Linked DNA regions of Danio rerio: region 1 is linked to region 2. Evidence: chromatin contacts called from public Micro-C data. All regions are on one chromosome and are shown on one strand. The core of a region is the stretch at or near the end of the contact, and the rest is flanking DNA. Distances in the headings are between cores, read along the strand shown. Region 1 holds the start of si:dkey-78k11.9. Region 2 holds the start of pkig (protein kinase (cAMP-dependent, catalytic) inhibitor gamma).

What was found. Hi-C and Micro-C count contacts between places; a contact is called where the count stands out from the background.
Region 1: a Micro-C map of caudal fin shows a contact between it and region 2, with 5 times the contacts expected there. The contact joins the promoter of si:dkey-78k11.9 here to the promoter of pkig in region 2. A contact is called at or near these places in 1 of 18 Hi-C or Micro-C datasets (caudal fin) and 1 of 4 datasets of contacts at active chromatin or transcription factors (caudal fin).

What each region holds. Positions count from the first base shown.
Region 1 is chr23:28,950,625-28,953,578 of GRCz12tu, forward strand. It overlaps si:dkey-78k11.9, which reads left to right and starts at 1,615. Exons shown (of 2, transcript XM_073939898.1): 1 at 1,615-1,627. The coding sequence starts at 1,615. It also overlaps a transcript of ccn5 not described here.
Region 2 is chr23:28,821,889-28,824,757 of GRCz12tu, forward strand. It overlaps pkig (protein kinase (cAMP-dependent, catalytic) inhibitor gamma), which reads left to right and starts at 1,571. Exons shown (of 3, transcript NM_001166156.3): 1 at 1,571-2,122. LOC137489129 (a long non-coding RNA gene) reads right to left here and starts at 1,844. Exons shown (of 3, transcript XR_011008480.2): 1 at 1,746-1,844; 2 at 1,420-1,500.

The DNA of each region.
Region 1 (2,954 bases), core at 365-2,864, 130 kb after region 2:
CACAATAATTTGCCTCTTAATGTTGTTGTAGTCTTCATTTCTAAGCTGGCATTTTCTAAATTAATAAGGGTAAATGCCATTTTTCTTGTCAATGAGTTTCACTGCCACCATTTCAAGACAACACTAACACTTGAATATTTCTATTATTATCAAGTCTTGACTGTCATACAGTCTGACATTAATGACAACCCACAGTGTGACATTAGCTGGGAACATGTTCTTACAGTCTGACAAGCAACAATTGTAAAAGACGCTAATAAATCATACAGTGTTGACTCAGCTTTAACTCAGGATTTTACTCACTAAAAAAAACCCTCTTTAACAAAACATGTAAGCCATCTGAGATTTTGCAGCAGTGTTTTAAGCACTGTGATTCAGATAGACTTCTTTGTTAAATGAAATAGTTTATGAGTTAAAGATCTGCCAGAGATTTCATTTTTAATGTTTTTTTAGTCTGTGGGGTTTACACAATGGCAGCTGTTCTTTGAGTCAGAGAAAAAATTACTTTCAATTCACTTGAAAAATACCGAACAGATGTATAATAGTAGACATTGTCTTTATTAGTTTTATGCGAGGATACTAGACAACATCTGTGGCTATTATTGAATTCCAAAGCTATTATCTTACAAAGAAATTGAAATGGAAAATAAAAAACTAAATGGTATCCCCTTTCACTAAAATTATCTAAGCAGCAGCAAAAAACAACAACATATAAACATAAAAAGCAGAAGTACTTCATTTTAATAATAACTGTCTCGACTTAGACCTAACCAATGCCTGAAGTATGGCGTTCTCACATGTTTTTACTGTAGACTTTATTTAAAAACCCACAAAAACTATTTCCATGTTTACTAGTTTCATGCAAAAAAAAAAAAAAAAAAAACTGTATATATTTGTAATTAATTTTTTATGTCTGTATGTTTCTGTCATTAATTCTAGAATATTTGTGGACTGTATTTCAAGTCTTATTGCACTGTCATTTGCCACCTTACAAGAATGCAGACAAAACATGTCAAACTTCATACAAACCTGGTCTCTCAAAAATTCTCAATAATAAAGTTGTACCTAAATGCTTTTCTTTGGCTTCAAGTTCAATTTCCAAGATAAATTTCTTGCTCTAAAATGTTCAGAAGCATAAGGCTGCCCTCTCTTGTATTTTCGAGGAAGTGCGACTATAATGTTCTTGAATTTGATGCTTAAATAAGTTAGTTTTGGGGGTGACACGGTGGCTCAGTGGCTAGCACTGTTGCCTCACAGCAAGTAGGTTGCTGCTTTGAGTCCCAGCTGGGTCAGTTGGGATTTCTTTCTGGAGTTTGCATGTTCTCCCCATGTTCATGTGGGTTTCCTCCGTATGCTCCGGTTTCAGTCCAAAGACATGTATAGGTATGGTGAATTGAATAAACTAAATTGGCTATAGTGTATGAGTGTGTATGAATGTTTACCAGTGATGGGTTGTGGATGGAAGGGTATTATTTTAGAATTAATTAATTGTATTCATGAATGAATGAATGAATTAATTAATTAATGAATGAATTAATTAAGTTTAATTTACATTTTGATTTAATCTAGGATTTTATTATACATTATTTTATTATTAACAAAGTTAAATACACCATGTGGTCCCAGAGTTGGCCCTAGAATTTGGGGGACCCCAAGCTAAATTTCTCAAATAGTCTAGACTTGCTTATTTGTTCTCTCTTCACTGAACCAAACTGATATTACTGCCCCTTTATGTACAAACATGAATGCATAGTCCTAAAGGGATTTCACCTAAAAATGAGTTCACCTAAAACTGAAAATTACTACGCTCCCTCATGTGGTTTTAAACCTTTATGAGTTTCCTATGAGACAAAGCAGATATTTAAAAAAAAATGTTGTTTGAAGGTATTTTTGACTTTCATAGTAAGGAAAAAAAGATTGTGGAAATCTATTGGTACCATCAACCAGCATTTTTTATGTAACTATATTTTCTGTTCAACAGAAGACATTATGATTTCATTTTGGGGTGAACTATCCCTTTAATCCATGGAATGGGCCCCCCTGGTGGCTACGGCGGCCCTTTGCAACCACTTATATGGGTTAATAGGTAGGGCCATGAAATGTAGTTTTTAAATTTTATATTTTACATATTAAGGTTTATAAAGTTTGCAGTTTTAAGCACCAAAAATGGTCAAGGTTTATTTGTAAAAATGAAACTTTCAATCCTCATTTTCACTTAAAAAAACAAACAAAACACAAAGGTTGTTACTGTACCTTTAGCAGAAAAAGAAATAATTGGCCATAGTTGTGATGGGCTAAATTCACAGCACCATCAATGCTCTCTGTTAGTAATTGCTTTACTCAAATGGCAAGCAGAACCAGATCCTGTGGTTTAAGAGAACAATACAACACTTAATGTTGAATGAATATTGTTAGAGTTTTATTATTACTTGTTGTATAACAAAACATGTTAAGAAATTACACTGTTTCTTAATCAACATAAATCCAAATTCTCAGGTCAGGCAAATATTTCTAATTCTTCCTACATCAATGATGCATGTAAACGTCACAATAATCCCGATTTAGGATGTGGGCATTCCAGAATAGCATTAAAAATAATATATATATATATATATTTTTTTTTATTTATTTTTTTTTTTTAAACTTTTTTGTTTTCAGTTCTGAATCTTGCAGCTGGCTGTGGTTTTATGGTAGAGTGCCCTCTTAAATGTGCTTCTCCATTTTTTTTGAACGGCATAATTGGCATTAGAACTTTTTTTGTTAACTATGGAGGGCCTTACAGTGATAAAAAGGGTGGTATTTGAATTCAAAACCAGAAGTAGCCTACAATAGTTCCTTTTTTCAATTTCCACTTTGTGGGTGGGCTAAATATAAGTAATAGCATATCTTCTTTATGAGCGACAGAAAAAATAAACAGCTATTTCTGTCATAAATTTTCTTCTATAATCTTTGGA
Region 2 (2,869 bases), core at 321-2,820:
ACACTGGCACGGCCTGGCGCCCGGTTTGGCCGTGCACTCCCTGGAGCGAGGGAACAATCAAGCCCTGAGGACCCTCAGAAAACACTGGAGGCCGGTACTGGGACCTCGCTGCGAGGGTTATGGTTATCGTCTATTTTAAACTATAGTTTCAAACTTTAGTTTACTATAGTTTGAAATAGAAACCATGGTAACTGTAATGATTTAACTTTATGCAAAGAGCTTAGAATGACCAAGAGGCGACACTCAATAGAACGTTTCACTGTGAAAGCGATCGGCCGTCCATTGGATCTCATTGCTGTCGCGATGGCAAGCAGCTGCTTTGTTTTTAAATAATTTATTCAAAAAGTGCCTTAAAGCTGAGATACAACAGAGAGAATACAAACTTGTTGATAAAATGGCCACCGCGCCATCTAGTGTCTGTTTCTCAAGTTGTACTAGACTAGAGTGTCGCCTCTTGATGATTTTGTGCTCTTTGCTCTATGTCTGACTGTTGTAATGTTTTACTTTGTTTTTCAGCTGAGTTGCTGTGCAAAGGACTGACTATTGAAAACAACAGTTGAAGACAACCGCGGGTTATATTAACGAGCGCGCGCATTATGTTTCCGTGCTGTTTTCTGAAAGTTTATCTTGTTTAGATAAGTTTGCAGGTCAAACAAAATAAACTTTACTCTATACACCTGACTCGTGTTTTATTTGTCTTCTACAGCAATTCACAGTCATATAAGTCTGTTGAATGCATTTCTATGCAACATGACTTGACAATACAGTAGTCTAACAAATAGTTATTATAAATGTACCTTCATTAGTCAACAGGTGTAGGTAATAAAAAGTTAATCAAATATGTCCTAATATATAACGGTAATGTTATAGTTGTTACATAACTGTATTTATTATTATTCTGTATGTTAAAAACCAGCAGATTTACTATATATTTAACATGTCATGAACTTACTGTTATTCAAAATTTGCTTAATAAGATGTCTTAAGGCAAGAATGGGTTTTGGTTTTATGCCAAACTACTGTAGGTTTTAGGTTTAATACAGCAGATATAGGCTACCTATATCATAATATTGGTAGTCTGAGTTTTTTAATGACCCAAATCAAGTAAAACGTCTCTTACTCAAGTACTTTTAGCATGCAAAAGTCAAATTTAGCTATATAAAATAGTTTCCTACAACAAAATTTTGTCTTGTGAAAATGACCAGTGGTGGTGAGAAAAAAAGTTTATGTCGTTTTATATATATATATATATATATATATACGCTACACTATGTATTTAAATACTGGTCAATAAGGTGGTACTTGATAAAAAAAAAAGTTTGAGAATGACTGGTCTAATGATTATTATTGTAAATGATGTGTACCATCTCTGTCTTACAATAAATGTTAAAAAAGAGTGAAGTGCAGTATGATGTTTACCAGAAGATGGAGACATAAACCACATGGCGAAAACTTCATCCACACACTTCCTTTCTTTAGATGGCGAAAGGAATGGTTTATCTTCGCAGGTGGTGTAAATCATCTTAAAATCATACGTACACAGTTAAAACACCAAAGTAATATCTTCTTTAAAGTATAATGCTTCCAGACGTGATTATTCTACTTAATTAGCTATGTATTCCTACAGCTGTGACTAAGTTGCCACATATTTATGATACAAACAACCACGCAAGTGTGGCGTTTTAGCGGAAACTGACGTTACCATGGCAATTTTGTAAAGGTATTCAGCAGGCGAATTCACCTACCTGCACGCCAGCTTGAAGACTTTTCAGAAACCTCCCTAAACAAACATTTTCAATATACAAATTGTCTGCATTTTACCATACTAGAAGCTCCGCGTGAACAATGCCAAGTGCTGTTGTTGGTGAGAGAGCGGGCGGAGGGTGATTGGCTGTGGGATCTCTCCATTTTGGAAACAGCTGTTTAAAGCCCTGTCCCTCTTTCTCATTGTGTTAAACTGACTGTCAGAGGAGCGTTGGATTTGACTGGGAATCTCGGAACAGATCAATTGAAATCTATCAAATCGGTGCGGGAATGCGGGAAGAGCGCTTGGAAATGAAGGGGAATCCCGACAAAGAGTGAATGGCGTTGTAACAAGTGGAAGAAAGTGAAGAGGATCAAGGTTAGTGCTCGATACTGTTGATGATGGGCGATTATTGTAGTCGACAACAAGCGAATGTGCAAACATTTTAAAACACCATTACTGCGTCAAAGGTTAGTTTTTGTTGACGTTACGCGAAAATGTAGGTAAACACCGTGGTTAACTTGAGATTTGTTACGCTTCTTTGACTTTCAAAGATTTGGGAGTAACGTTAACGTTAGGCTAATGATGTACTGTACGTCAAGGAGCTAATTTAGCTTATGTTATTCGTGTTTAAATGGAATTTAATAGTTTGATTTTCGTTCAGATATATAGCTGGGTTAGTAAAATGGCTAGGGTTGTTTTTCTTTACTCGGCTGTTGTTTACTTGTAGCATTTCTCAAGTGTTTTGCTTTTATAGGCGATACACCGCTTTTGCCAATTTAAATCTTAAAGAAACAGTTCAGACTAAATTGAAAATTTCTTCACTTCGTTGCAGTCATGTACCATTTATGAGGAATGCGATGTAAGGGAGAATTTAAAGGTGTAGTTTTGTTTTACTAAGTAGTAATTTTCTATTTACTCTTCCTCTAGATGTTTTGAAGAAAGCTGAAAACCTGTAACCATTGACTTCTGGTATATGTTGTTTTTTTCCTTCAAAGGAATTCAGTGGTTACATTTTTCTTTAAAATAATCAGGGTTCAACATAAATAAAGATTTGGAACCAATGAACTATCTCTTTAGGTACTGACAACTTAATGTACTTCTTTTTAAAAGAGTTAATGGTGA